Regions from separate parts of the Rattus norvegicus genome. Here region 1 is linked to region 2. A link is a contact called in public Hi-C data. All regions are on one chromosome and are shown on one strand. The core of a region is the stretch at or near the end of the contact, and the rest is flanking DNA. Distances in the headings are between cores, read along the strand shown.

Region 1 (6,946 bases), core at 1,103-3,602, 74 kb after region 2:
CCCAGGAAGGGGTGTGAGGATGGCTGTTCTTCCAGAGAACCCAGGTTCAGGTCCCAGTACCCACTTGGTGGCTCACAACCATTTGTAACCCCAGTTCAAATGGATCTGATATCATCTTGTGGCCTCCTTGGGCCCTGTGGGCTTGTGGTACATAGCTATATATTCAGGCAAACACTCAAAAAAACAAAAACAAAAACAAAAATGCCATTCCAGATATGACGGCACATTCCTGTGATCCTAACACCTGGGGGCAGAAGAAGGAGTCTGTGGTAACTGAGGATCATGAGTTTGAAACTAGCCTGGGCTACTTAGCAAGATCCTGTCCCAAAAAAAACCACAAGGACTGAGCATTAGGCATGGGAGTTGGAAGCAGGAGGATTAGGAGTTCAAGAACAGCCTGGGTTATATAGTAAATTCAAGGTCAGCCTGGGGTGTGTGAGGCACTGCCTCAAAACAACAGTAACACAAATCAAACCCTCTCCCGTGGAAAACAACTGTGTGCTGTAGAAAAATGTAGATTTTTGTTTATTTAAAAAAAGAAAATGTGGGGTTGGGGATTTAGCTCAGTGGTAGAGCGCTTGCCTAGGAAGCGCAAGGCCCTGGGTTCGGTCCCCAGCTCCGAAAAAAAGAACCAAAAAAAAAGAAAAAAGAAAAAAGAAAATGTGTGTCAGTTTAAGAGCATGCCGTGTGTGTGTGTGTGTGTGTGTGTGTGTGTGTGTGTGTGTCCACAGAGGCCAGCAGAAGGAGGCATCAGATTGTGAGCCATAGCACCATGATGCTAGGAACAGAACTGGAATCCTTTCCAAGTGGTTTGGCCTCTTAGCCATCTCTCCAGCCTTGCAGACACAGACCATTTCCCCTCATGCGGAGACAGTCCTTACTGTCTTAGACCTTGCACACAAGTTCTGCATACGCACTTGGGTTCTATGCCAGACTGCAATCTCTATATGAATTATACACTACACTGTACTCTCTCTGAGACCAAGAATTGAGTCATCCTATTCCTCAGTTGAAGCACTGAGGAGAGTTTCGAGTGCAGGGGACATTTGAGGAGCATCTGACTAAATAAATTTTTTATGAAAATGTCTCCAAAACCCAGTAGGCAAAGAAAAAGAATTTATTAGTTTTTGCAAATGATTGTTTTGGGAACTGTGAAATTCAGGCATATGAGAAGTCGACGGGGGATGATGTTAGGGAAGGAGACCTGTAAAGTATAAAGGACCTTTCTAATTATACTGCTAGGAAGCCCCAAGGGGCAGCACAGGTCTCTCCATAATAAAACTAGCCAGCACAGTTAGGGTAACTCAGTTGGTAGGGTGTTGGTCTAGCATGAAGCCCAGGGAGTGGATCTCGGGCAAGTCAGGTGTGGTGGCTCATGCAAATAGTGTCAGCACTAGGAGGATCAGCAGAAGGATCAAGAGGTTCAAAGTTGGGCTGGGGATTTAGCTCAGTGGTAGAGCACTTACCTAGGAAGCACAAGGCCCTGGGTTCAGTCCCCAGCTCCGAAAAAAAGAACAAAAAAAAAAAAAAAAAAAAAAAAAGAGGTTCAAAGTTATCTTCAGCTATTGTTTGAGTTCAAAGACACTTTGGGCTCCAAGAAACTTTGCACCCCGTCTCTCAGGGAGAAAAAAGTGCCTGGCAAATGTTTTACGTCTGGTCTTACGGCACAGAGAAACACTGCAGTTTCCTAAGACTGTCTCCTCCCTTGGGTTTTGCTAAATTGGATGGTCATAGTAAGGATCACCTCACCTCTAGCTCCGGTGTCCAGCATTCTCCTAACGTGTCCCTTGCCCTCTCTCTCCCTCAATAAAGGTCAATTCCATAGCTCAGTATGCTCTCGCTCCCTCACCATTATCCAGGCCACTAGCTCCGGAGCTGGACTTGGTGTCTCTGCCCTTTAATCCCCTCCGGTCGGTTGAAGTAGCGAAACCAGTATCAGTTCACTCCAGGCCCTTCCTCCGCTTCTCACCAGAGAGAAGTACAGCCTCCCCAGCGGTCTCCACCTTCACCTCTGGCCCTGGAGGTTTTTTGTTTTCCGGGGCGGGAGGCAGAGGGCTGGGGAGGACTGCTTCTGTTTCCTTCACCAGCAGCTTCCTGGAGATTGCGTAGGCTTGAGCGAGCGAGCTCCAGGACTGGGCTAGGCGGTGGCCCCCCAGCCGCCAGGGTCTGCATGGACCCCTGGCTCCTCCTTCAGCTCCTTTCTGCCCTCCTCGTCTCTTTCCCGCTCTGCCCCAAACCTCGTGGAAATGCAGATTCTCTGGGCAGAAACGGCCCCTCCTTGTCATTGTCCCTGTGGGAACCTTGCTCAAGGTCACCGAGCAGGTCAGAACCTTGCTGAGTCGAGAAGCCTGCCTCAGGCTTCTTCCAGCTCTCAGGCAAGCAGGCACGCTGCTGGCAAAGACCGCGGAATCTGCCGAAGGGTGAGGTGAGCGCCCTCCTCTGGCCGCTCTCAGAATGCTGTCCTCCCAGGCTTGGAGCCTGAGGACTTTCAGAGACCCTCCCTCCCTCATGCATGGGTGGTTCAGATCCTTGCTAGACCTGCTTCACCTGGTCTGTGTAATTCATTCAGGGGTTGGATGGGAGATGGCAGAAGGCGCCCAGCTTAGAACAGTAGAGAGCTGTAATCTGCCACCTGCTGGATAGGTTCAAGTTTCTAGCAAATTCTTTCTGGTCTTTGGATCTTTGGGTGATCACTATGACCTTGAAATCTAAGACCTGCCTCCTCAGCTCCCGTCTCCCATCCCATTTAGGTTCGATTGGTTAGCATCGTGTGTGTGTGTGTGTGTGTGTGTGTGTGTGTGTGTGTGTGTGTGTGTGTGTGTCTGCGTGCGCACGCGCGCGCGTGTCTTGGGCGCAGTGTTCTGGTGCTCTGGGAAGACAATGGATAACCTAAAGGGACAGTGCTGCCAGACAGTGAAGCCAAGTGTCAGGTGTCAGGGAAGGGGTCTGAATAACATTGTGCTTGTTACTGGATTGATTAGCAAGCTGCAGCTTATTTCAAAATAGGAAACATTCTCCAGAACTGGGACCTTCAGTTGTTATCCAGCAGGGGGCAGGGGTACACACACACACACACACACACACACACACACACACACACACACACACCACTCTTCCTCCCTCTGCAGTACGGGCTCTAGTGGATCTCGTAATTCTTCCTGGCCAAGGTCAAGTGTCTGCCACTGCTACATACCCCTGCCATGGCATCTTCGTTCTTCCAAGCTGGAAGGCAGGGCAGGGCTGGGGGTTGTTTTCAGGATGAAATCATTTCGCACAGTGAGGAAGCAGCCAGGTTCTGCATGGGTCTGCTGACAGTCTTGGATGCCTGCCCAGAGCTAGGAGTCTAAAAATGCCTGAACCCATCTTGAGATCTCAGGAGACTGGCTGGAAGTCAGCTCAGGAGCCAGCCATCTCCCCAGACTGATGTCCACCCCACCTTGAACCCATCCCAGAGTGAAACCCCTCCAGGATCAGGGCTCTGTGTCCTGCGGGTGGCTGGATGCCACAGATAGATATGACTGGCATTCCTGAGGCTCAGCTTGGTACTCAGTTATCCAGATACTTGGATGTGCTAAACTAAGTTGGAAATCCAGTCAGGTTTCAAAAGGACAGGAGTTAGAACTGGGAGAGGTACCCTTGCCTGTAGGGACATAAAAGGTTTATTCATAGAAAAGAAGGATCTGAAATTTATCCCATGACATCTTTACCTGGGGAAAAAGCAAGAATGACATCTGGTGGAAGCATGTCAATAGAGATGGTTCAGAGTCATGGAGGGCTTCCTCCCATCCCCATCTTTAAGTGATTAAAGCTGTGTGGAGGGTTGAGTCAGCACTGGCGGAGAGACCAGCATACAAGACTAGAAGTAAAAGATAGCATAGCATAAGTTTGTTTGTTTGTTTTTTTTCTTTTTTAAGACAATGTCTCGTGTAGCTCAGGCTGGCCTTGAACTCACTATATAGTCAAAGATATTCGCAAACTTCTGGACCTTGTGCCTCCACCTCCTACGCGCTGAGATTGCGGGCATACGCTACCATGCCTGATGTATGTCGTGATGGGGACAGAACTCAGGGTTTCCAGCATTCTAGGCGAGCACTCTACTGAGCTACACCCCCAGCGCAGCATATGACAAATTTGAGGACACATAAGGAACCAATGGGAGGTAACTACTCAACAAATACAGTTTGGAAAAATGGGCTCCTACTCACCTCAGGTAATTTACCATGATAAGCAATGACCGAAGAGCTGTTCTGCTGGGGTCAGGACAGGTGGGCCAGAAGAGAAGGCAGGTCAGCATGTCTGTGTATTTACCTGCTGGCCCAGGCGGTCTCAGCCAGGTGACAGCCCTGTGTTCCCTGACGTCTGAGGAGAAGGAGCTTACATGGATCAGACTCTGAGTGAATTTAGAATTCCTGAAAATTTAGGCTTTGAGAACTGATCCAGAGGCAGAAACTGCAGGAGTAGGCTGTCCAAACTCGGTTGGCCAATGCTGCCTTCAGGCCTCACAGGAGCCCCAAGATGCTTCCCTTTTCCTCGACAAGCTTGTTTGTGTCACTTACGTAAGGGAATGCATGGTCTCGGGGACATTTTCATCCTCTTGGCAGCTGGCATCACAGAAATCTCGTGTTTGACTAGGAAGGGATCTGGGCATTGTTCTCACCCCATAATGCATAGACAGGGAAAATCATGCCCCGTGCGGAAGAGTGACATGCAGGATTTCCCACAAGAGGCCAGAATGAGATTTAAACTGTCGTCTGCCCAGTGTCCTGTGTCCAGTCCTACAGTCCTCTGATGTCCCCCACTTAAGGTGTGCCGGCTCCTCTGGCTCCCTCAGTTACCTGGGGCACCCCTTGGTAGACTGACAACCCTCTTCTCAGACAGGCCTGCCTTGGTGAGGGACTACTGGTGTCCACTGTTTCTGGTCTCATGATAGACCCCGGCATCCTTCCGAAGCAGACTCCCCTCAGTTCCTCTGTCCCTAGACCCAGAAAACACTTATCTTTTGGTTTCCCCATGACACTGGCTTGGTGACCTTGGACATGGCACAGCGCAGTCCTAGAACCTAGGGTCAAATTCATGGACTAGTTCTTGCAGACTGTGAAGTGCTATTCCAATGTACGACACTGGATTAGATACTGAACAAACATGGTCTTTACATAACCCAGGCTGGTCTTGAATTCCCTAGGTAGCCAAGGTTAACTTTGAACTTCTGATCTTCCTACCCCCACTTCCCAAATGCTAGGATTACAAATTTGTGCTGGCACCCCTGGTTTAATGTCGTGCCTGTGATCAGATTCAGAGCTTCATGCATTCTACACCAGCACCCCACCAACGGAGCTACATCCTTGGTGTGCCTCTCCCTCTTTTGAAACAGGGTCTTACTGTATATCTCAGGCTGGGCTGGAGCTCTTGATAACTTCCTGCTTTAGACTCTAAGAGTGGAATTACAGGTGTGAGCCACTATATTTGTCCATAGTAAATACTTTTTAAATAGCTGTAAGAAGTAGTTCATTTAAAAAAAGGGGGGGGGATATGGGGCCGGAGAGGTGGCACAATGGTTAGAGCACTGGCTGCCCTTGCAGAGGACCCTAGTTCAGTTCCCAACACCCACATAGTGGCTCACAACCGTCTGTAACTCCAGCTCCAGGGAGCCTGATGTTACCTCTTTTGGCCACTGTTGGTACTGCACCTACATAATTTTTTTTTTTTTGGAAGTAAAAGATTGTAATATTTATATGTGTATATGTGTATATAAGAGCACAAGAATGCCATGTCAAATACGTGAAGGTCAGAGGACAATTGGAGTCTGTTTTCTCCTTCTATAGCTCAGGTTGTCAGGTTTGATGGTGGGTCCCTTTTCCTGCTGAGCCATCTCACCAGCCCCAGAACACTAGTTCCGAATTGGGGGCGATTCTGATACCCCCAGAGGCACTGAATAATACGGGGGCCATTTTTGTCTATCAAAGCTAGGTGGAGTTGCCATGACATCTGATGTGTTAAGGCCGGACACTGACGAGTGTACAGCGTACAGGACAGCCAGCCCCCACAGCAAAGCACTGTTGTTCCCCGGATGTCACAAGTACTAGATGAACCGAACGTGGCAGGGTAGCTGCACAGAGGTGGCTGTCATTTCAGAAAGACAGAGGAGCTATGAGGGTGCAGCTGGCCACAGAGACCACGAGGTGACCAATGTAGGATCGCCCTGCGGCTAAAGGACGTGGCCATGCCTTGGCTTGATAACTTCAAAACATTTTATTTCAATTCTATCCTTGGGAGGCAGCATAAATAATCACAGAAGACCACAAAGGTCAATGAGAGAAAGAAAGCTCCAGGAGGGGGAGATGAGAGCCGACAGTTTAGCCACGGTGGTGCAGGAGGAGAACGTGCTTCAGCACGCTGGCAACAGGGAGCATCCGTGGTTGGAGAGGAGAGACCCCAGGGCTGGGGAACCTCACCTCCCCGTTCCCCAGGAGGGCCTCTGCAGTTGGGAAGTTTTTGCAGGGTGGCCATGGGAAGGGCAGGCAAGAAGTGTCCTATGTATAGCAGATCCCAGCCAAAGACAGAGATTCCCACACCTCCTCTGCCCGAATGGCCGTGACTGTCCTGACACCAGTCCTTTTGAGCTCCATGTGTTAGGTGGGGAGATGGAAAAAGGGGAGGGGGAGAGAGGATAAAGCAAGCGTGTGTGTAAAAGACCGAAGGAGATGCAGCATCCCAGAGCTTCGTGCAGAGAGGGTCACTTCCCAGTTTCCTTCACTGTAAAGTAGGGCAGATGCACGAGTCGGTGAGAGCTATGTGTCAAACAACTGGGGAAACTTTAAAGTGCTGTGTGGGTGGAGTGGCTGTGGTCATCCTGCGTGTGTAAGGCTGAAAGTGGCTGAGATAGCAGGGTTGGAAGTGAGAAGGGAGGGGAGTGGAGGGAGACAGGCAGAGCATCCCTGGAAGCCAT
Region 2 (6,436 bases), core at 3,053-5,552:
GGAGTTCTAACAGTTATAACTGCCACATGGGTGCTGGGAACTGAGCCCAAGTTCCCTGGAAGAGCGACCTGAGTTCTCAATTGCTGAGCCACTTCTCCAGCCCTACTTAACTTAATAAACAGTCTTAGGGAGCCCAGTCTGCTCCTACTTCCATGGACCGACAGGCATAGGCTATCATGCTTGACTTACTGAAACAGTTACCCAATAGCCCAGGGTGCTTCAAACTCATTGCGATTACAGGCATGAGTCACCATGTTATTTTTTTAAGTGACCTGTAATAACTATTTTTGGTTAGTACTTTTTCTCCATGACCAACTCGTTAACAAGATAACTATTCAATCATTAAAGCATTTTTTAAAAATGTCACCCAGGCTAGACAGATGGTCCAATGGGTAAAGGTGCCAAGTCTGATGACCTGATTTCAATCTCTGGGCCCCACCAGGTAGGAAGGCTGACTCCTGAATGTTGTCCTTTGATCTTCAGACATGTGAAGTAGCACATGCCCCCAGCAGCACACAAAAATAAATGTAATACACACTTAAAAAAAAGTCCAATGCTTCATTAAGCAATAGAAAACTATGAGTAGCTTTTTAGATTTTGGACTTGAACATTCCTTTGCTATTCAAATCAAAATGCAGACATCCTCACATTGTTACCATGGGTTTCAAAAGAATAATCTACATTTCTAAAAGCTATTTATATGTAAGGACAGAAGAGCACACAGGCAAGCTGGAGCCTTTCCATGTCATTGTCTCTGGGACCCAGGCAGCCAAGCTCTAGTGTAAGCGGAAGAGGGTTATGGCTGGGTTCCAGTCTAGATGCTTCAAGCTGAAGAATGAAGTTGAACTGTGCATTCATTAGCTTGACCAATAAAAACCAAAGGGCCACCATCTTCAGAGACTGAACCAAGGACTCCCGAGCTAAAACAGCAGTGATGGTGTGGTTATTTCTAAAAACAAGACTTCTCACCATGTTGGGCATGGTCGAGATGGCTCAGTAGGTAAGAACACTTGCTGCTCTTGCAGAGGACAAGAGCTCAGGTCCCAACACCTATGTCTGTTCACAAGTTCCTGGAACTCCAGAAGGACCCAACATTCTCGTCTAGCTTCCTTGGGCAACTGCACTTTTGTGCACACAATACACATAAATAAAAATAAAGCCTTCAAGACACACGGAGGCTAAAGACACCCATGGCTCTTATCTTTGGGAACAGGCTGCTCATTAGTTTGGGATGGATACTGAAGGTGCCCTTCTTACTTGAAGCCCACCCCTTTCTCAAATCAAGGCTCAAAACTTGATTTGCATCTCATTAATTCCCAGCTGGAATCAAACCCTGCCGCAGACTGTCTATTCCTCGCCATCTAAAGTCTGTTGTGGGTTCAGTCTGCAGTAAGGAACTGCACCTGTTCCAGGCCATATAAAAATTCTTCCAGGAGAGTTCGGGCTTCTCTGACTACTTCCCCGAAATGCAGATCAATTGGGAGCAGTGCCTAACTACTAAGATATACAATAAAACATAATTTAATATCCCTGTAAATAATAATTACACACACACACATATAGTCTTATAGGGCAAATAGCTGAGCTGTCTTCCTGTTTCCTAATAAAACCACCAAAGTCCTATTAAAACTTTCTTAGACAAACTACAAGAGGAACTTTCTTCCTCTAGCAATTGGGCAATACTCAAAGTCCTTTCATAGTTCAGCTTCTATACTGACCGACATCCAGTGAAAGCATCTTTCAGTTTTGTGGCACTAAATGCAAAAGCTGTTATTCAAAATTTGTAAAAGGAAGATGCTCCACAAACAAGTTATACAGAATACTGTCAGTGATTGGGTCACTGTTTTTTTTTTTTTTTCTTCTTTCTTTCTTCTTTTTTTTTTTCCTATTCTAATTAGTCTCTAGTACTCTGGTTTCTCTTCACATGAAACTTCTGCTTTTTAAGAAAAGATTTATTTATTTTATTTATATGAGTACACTATCTTCAGACACACTAGAAGAGGGCATTAGATTCCATTACAGATGGTTGTGAGGCACCATGTGGTTGCTGGGATTTGAACTCAGGACCTCTGGAAGAGCAGTCAGTGCTCTTAGCCACTGAGCCATCTCTCTAGCTCAACTTCTGGATTTTTTTTTTTTTTTTTTTTTTGGTTCTTTTTCGGAGCTGGGGACCGAACCCAGGGCCTTGCGCTTCCTAGGCAAGCGCTCTACCACTGAGCTAAATCCCCAACCCCAACTTCTGGATTTTTATAATTTTATTTCTGTATATTCTCTGTTAAGGGGAGGTGTATGTGGGGTTGGGATTCCAAGTAATTTTCTTCTGTTCCTGTCACTTGAGCTATTGGCTTCTACTTAGCAGAGGTAGTAGAATGGACACCTCTTTGCTTCAATGGATTTTGAGTTACTCCTTGAAAAGGACTCTCTCACAGCACTGACAGCAGGGACCTCAGCTATGATTCAGTGTTTAAGAAACAAATTAGTGGGCTGGGGATTTAGCTCAGTGGTAGAGCGCTTACCTAGGAAGCACAAGGCCCTGGGTTCGGTCCCCAGCTCCGAAAAAAAAAAAAAAAAAACCAAAAAAAAAAAAAAAAAGAAACAAATTAGTGGGGCTGGGGATTTAGCTCAGAGGTAGAGCGCTTGCCTAGGAAGCGCAAGGCCCTGGGTTTGGTCCCCAGCTCCAAAAAAAAAGAACCAAAAAAAAAAAAGAAACAAATTAGCATTTACCATCCAAAAGAACATGAACTTCAAGACTCCTGCTATACAGATTTTGTACACTACACCCTCTTAAAATATTTGTGATGAAAAGCTATTATTGCTTTAAAAACGTTATCATATCCAGAAACATGAACTGACACATTGGCAAAGAGGTAATTTGGGGTTCTTTGTGTTTTTAAAAGGAACCAACACAATTGAAAAATTCCAGTTACACAGCCTTTGTAAAAATTAACAAAAATCTAAGGATACGAAATGTTAGATGAACAACCTATAGAAATTACATAGTTACCCGATGACATGTTTTAATTTTGTACTCCCAGCTACTTAGAATAAACATTTATCAGCTTTCAAATCCATTTATTGTTTGATCTAAAGAACTAACTGAATAAAATGTTCAGTTCTAATGTATCCAAAATGATAGAATTATTTTGGGGATGTTTGCGTGAGAGTGTAGACGAAGAGAAAAAAGACACTATGATAAAGTTGTGTGGATGAAATTAAACATGTATCCCGTGATTTGTCCACAGCTACAGACATCCACGTAGTAATGAGGTCCTAGGGCTGCTTACAAGAAGCTGGAAACCCAGTGGGAACCAGGGTTGTAAAGGTTTCTTTAAAAACGTAACGTAGTCGAACAAAAACAAAACCCAAAGCAACTGGAAGACCTGGACTAAGTGCCCCAGTTAGCGACTCCTTGGCAACTCAGATCCAACCAAACGACTCTGGTGGACGATTAGAATGAAACGTGCAAAGCTCTATCTCAAAAAAACCTATAAAGCCCGTCAATTATGTTGGGCTCTGAGAATCAGCAGTTCCCAGCACCTTCCTTTTCCACTTTTTAAATATTTTATACAGTTCTGCATCTGCGGTCTTTCCATTCATTAATCGCCCTACACAAGATATCCCGGTGGCTCTCGGGGAATTGCTTCTTTTAAGGCAGGACACCAGACCGCCAAGCTTCTGGGGTCGAGATCGCGCCCTCGCTCCTCCGGAGGTGGGAGCGTCACGCACTTAGACTTGATTATTTAATTGCGGGGATGGGAGTAGACCCGGAGTGAGGGGTTGTGCCAAGGTGGGCACCCCGGGGTATGTGTGTGTGTGGGGGGGTGGGATTTGTCCTTCGTGCGCTCCAAAAATGCGCGCCCTCCTTGGGCCTGCCTTGCGCCCGCGCGCCCCAGGCCTCGTCCGCCCGCCCAGCACCCAGAGGATGCCCCCGCAAGGACCCCGCCCCTCCCGTGTCCACGCACCTGCGGCCCCGCCCCCGGCCACGAACCTTCAGGTCCACGCACCTGCCCTGCCTTCCCTCCCGCCCCCCGTGCGCAACCACCAAGGTGCAGCCGCGCTCCTCTTCGGCTGCTCGGGTATCTAAGGGGGTCCGTCTCCGGCACCACAGCCAAATGGCTGAGCCTCCCTGGCCCGCTGCGCAGGCCGCCCATTGGACCCTGCCCCCCGCCGCTACCACCACTATTGGCTGGCATGCGGAGCCTCCCCACTCGATTGGCTCCTGTTGCCGCCGCTCCACGCAGGAGCCGCAGGTCCCGCCTCTACGGCGATCAGGTTAGTGTGCGCCGCGGGTGCTGGGGGCTCGAGAACCGAGCGGAGCTGGTTGAGCCTTCAAAGTCCTAAAACGCGCGGCCGTGGGTTCGGGGTTTATTGATTGAATTCCGCTGGCGCAGGATCCTCTGCAGAAAGAGAGAGCGCGAGAGATGGAGATGGACAAACGGATTTATTTAGAGCTGCGGAACAGGACGCCCTCTGATGTGAGCATTTGCCAAAAATATCTCTGTCGGTCCATTCTCCTACTTTGTGTTATGTGTGCGTGTGTGTTTTGGGGGAAGGCACTTTTTTATGGAGGGGGGCTCGGGGGAGATGTGGGGTTTGGGGTCTGAATGCAAATGAATTGCAAGGTTGGATGGCGGGGGGGGGGGTGTGCAATGCCATCGGAGCATGTTTCGTCCGCCGTCGCTGCTGCCCTTGGTGTGTGACTGACTACCTGTGCGTGTGCTCCCGCGTGTGCGGGTATGGGTGCGAGGGTGTGCGTGCGAGTGTGCACCCAGCGGGGGGCCGGCGGGGCGCACGCGTTCGGGTCGGAGGGAAGACGGCGATCTCACCCTCGTCCGAGCTCCCACGACGCGCATCTGGATGGAAAAGATGATCGAGGGGAGGAGAAGATGGGCTGCCTCCTGGATTAAACAACAAAAAGGGGGTGTTATATTTTAGAAGCGTAACCCCCTTTCCGCCCCCTCCCGCGCCTGCCCCCTCCCTTTGCCGTCTCTTTCGCTCGCTCGCACACAATAAGTTTTGGGCTTCGCGAGTCCGGTATAGTTTCTGATCAATGTAGCCCGAGGCCCCCGGGGAGAGCGCGTGGGGACCCGACTGCTGCGGAGTTGGGAGATGGCTCGAGTTTAAAGCGCGTCTTCGTTTCTCTGCGGGGATGAGGCGAGAGGTGGGGAGCCATATTTGTAACTTTGTCGTGTTCGTGAACGCGCCCTTTCTCTCCCTCCCTCCCTTTCTCTGCCTGCCTTCCTTCTCCTTTCTCTCTCACTCTTTCCACCCCACCTTTGGGCCAGATGCTGTCTTTTCTCCCTTCTTCCTCGCGGAAAGGGAGGGGGGTACCTTAGAAAAGGGGGAGGGATTGTGGAGTGTGCAAATGCTCAGATAATCCTCGCGCCTCCCCAACCACGAGCGTCGCTAATGTAAGTTGCCCGGAGGCTGCGTCCCATTCTGGCCCCCGGCTCACAACCCAGATGCCAGCCTTGGCACCCTGACGCCTCATCGGCACCAGACACCCCACCTTCTCGGTCCCTTCTTCTCTTGGGGTGGGCTCCCTGGCAGCCATTCGGCGCTTGGTTAATAAATGGGCACGGGAAACTTTATCAGAACCCGAGCTGCCCAGAGCTGGTGCCGCTGTGGGGACCGACCCAGTCTACATTCTTGCGGGCACGGCTGGCACGCAGCTCTGGGATGGGCAGTTCGTCTGACCGTAGCCGTTATGGATTGGGCAGCGGCGGGAGTATGGCAGGAGGAAACTTACACCGGTGGGAACGGGGAGGCTGGGCGCTAGCCCACTGCAAGGGGAAGTGAGGGTGGGTGGGTGACTCGAAAGCTGTTTATTTTTGTCTCCCTCCCGCTTTCACACTCATGTCTGCGAGTTGACCCATTCGAGAGACCCTAGGGTCTGGGGTGGAAACCCTAGCCGACTTCCCCTTTAGGCCCGGTCGTAGGCAGCAGGGGCTCGCGGGCGGGAAGATCTCGGGTCTAGCCTGAGGGTCCGGGGCTCGGGCGAGTTGGGGGCTCGCGCAGCACGTTGTGCTGACCTGTCGCCCCTCCAGCCACTTGGCCCCTCGAATCCTGACAAAGGCAGGCCTCGTTTCCTCTTTTCTCCTAATTCCTCCTTCTAAACCTGAGTAAGACTTTTGAAAACAAGCTCCTTTCTGCCCTCCGCCCATCCTCACGCAGCTGTGCACCCGAGACGTGCTACAGCCTTATGGCGCGCAGGGCGGGAGGAGGGGGCACCCCTAGCAGCAGGACTTGCCGCGGGGCTGCCCGGTTCGGCCGGTGGCGTCCCGAACTAGCCAGGGTGCCGGATCCGGGGGGTGGAGGGGACTGGGTGTGGTGCTGGGGGAGGGGGCCGAACGCGACTTCCCGCGTACTTTCCGGGAAGACCCCTGTACATAGTTGGGGGGCTTCAGGGTCGCGGCAAGTAGGTGCGTAGCAGCGC

The links. Hi-C and Micro-C count contacts between places; a contact is called where the count stands out from the background.
Region 1: a Hi-C map of liver shows a contact between it and region 2, with 7 times the contacts expected there. The contact joins the enhancer-like site here to the promoter of Anp32a in region 2. A contact is called at or near these places in 7 of 12 Hi-C or Micro-C datasets (Schwann cells, frontal cortex, kidney and 2 more).

The regions. Positions count from the first base shown.
Region 1 is chr8:71,796,104-71,803,049 of GRCr8, forward strand. Coro2b (coronin 2B) reads right to left here. Exons shown (of 12, transcript NM_001427032.1): 12 at 6,226-6,946. Among named protein-coding and RNA genes, the nearest start is that of Anp32a, 75 kb to the left of the region's middle. Within about 2 kb of position 2,353, at least 53 of the 93 cell types and tissues checked have an H3K27ac peak or open chromatin away from gene starts, as enhancers often do. A contact at or near this core is called in kidney and liver, where this site is marked.
Region 2 is chr8:71,720,276-71,726,711 of GRCr8, forward strand. Anp32a (acidic nuclear phosphoprotein 32 family member A) reads left to right here and starts at 4,303. Exons shown (of 7, transcript NM_012903.2): 1 at 4,303-4,475. The coding sequence starts at 4,422.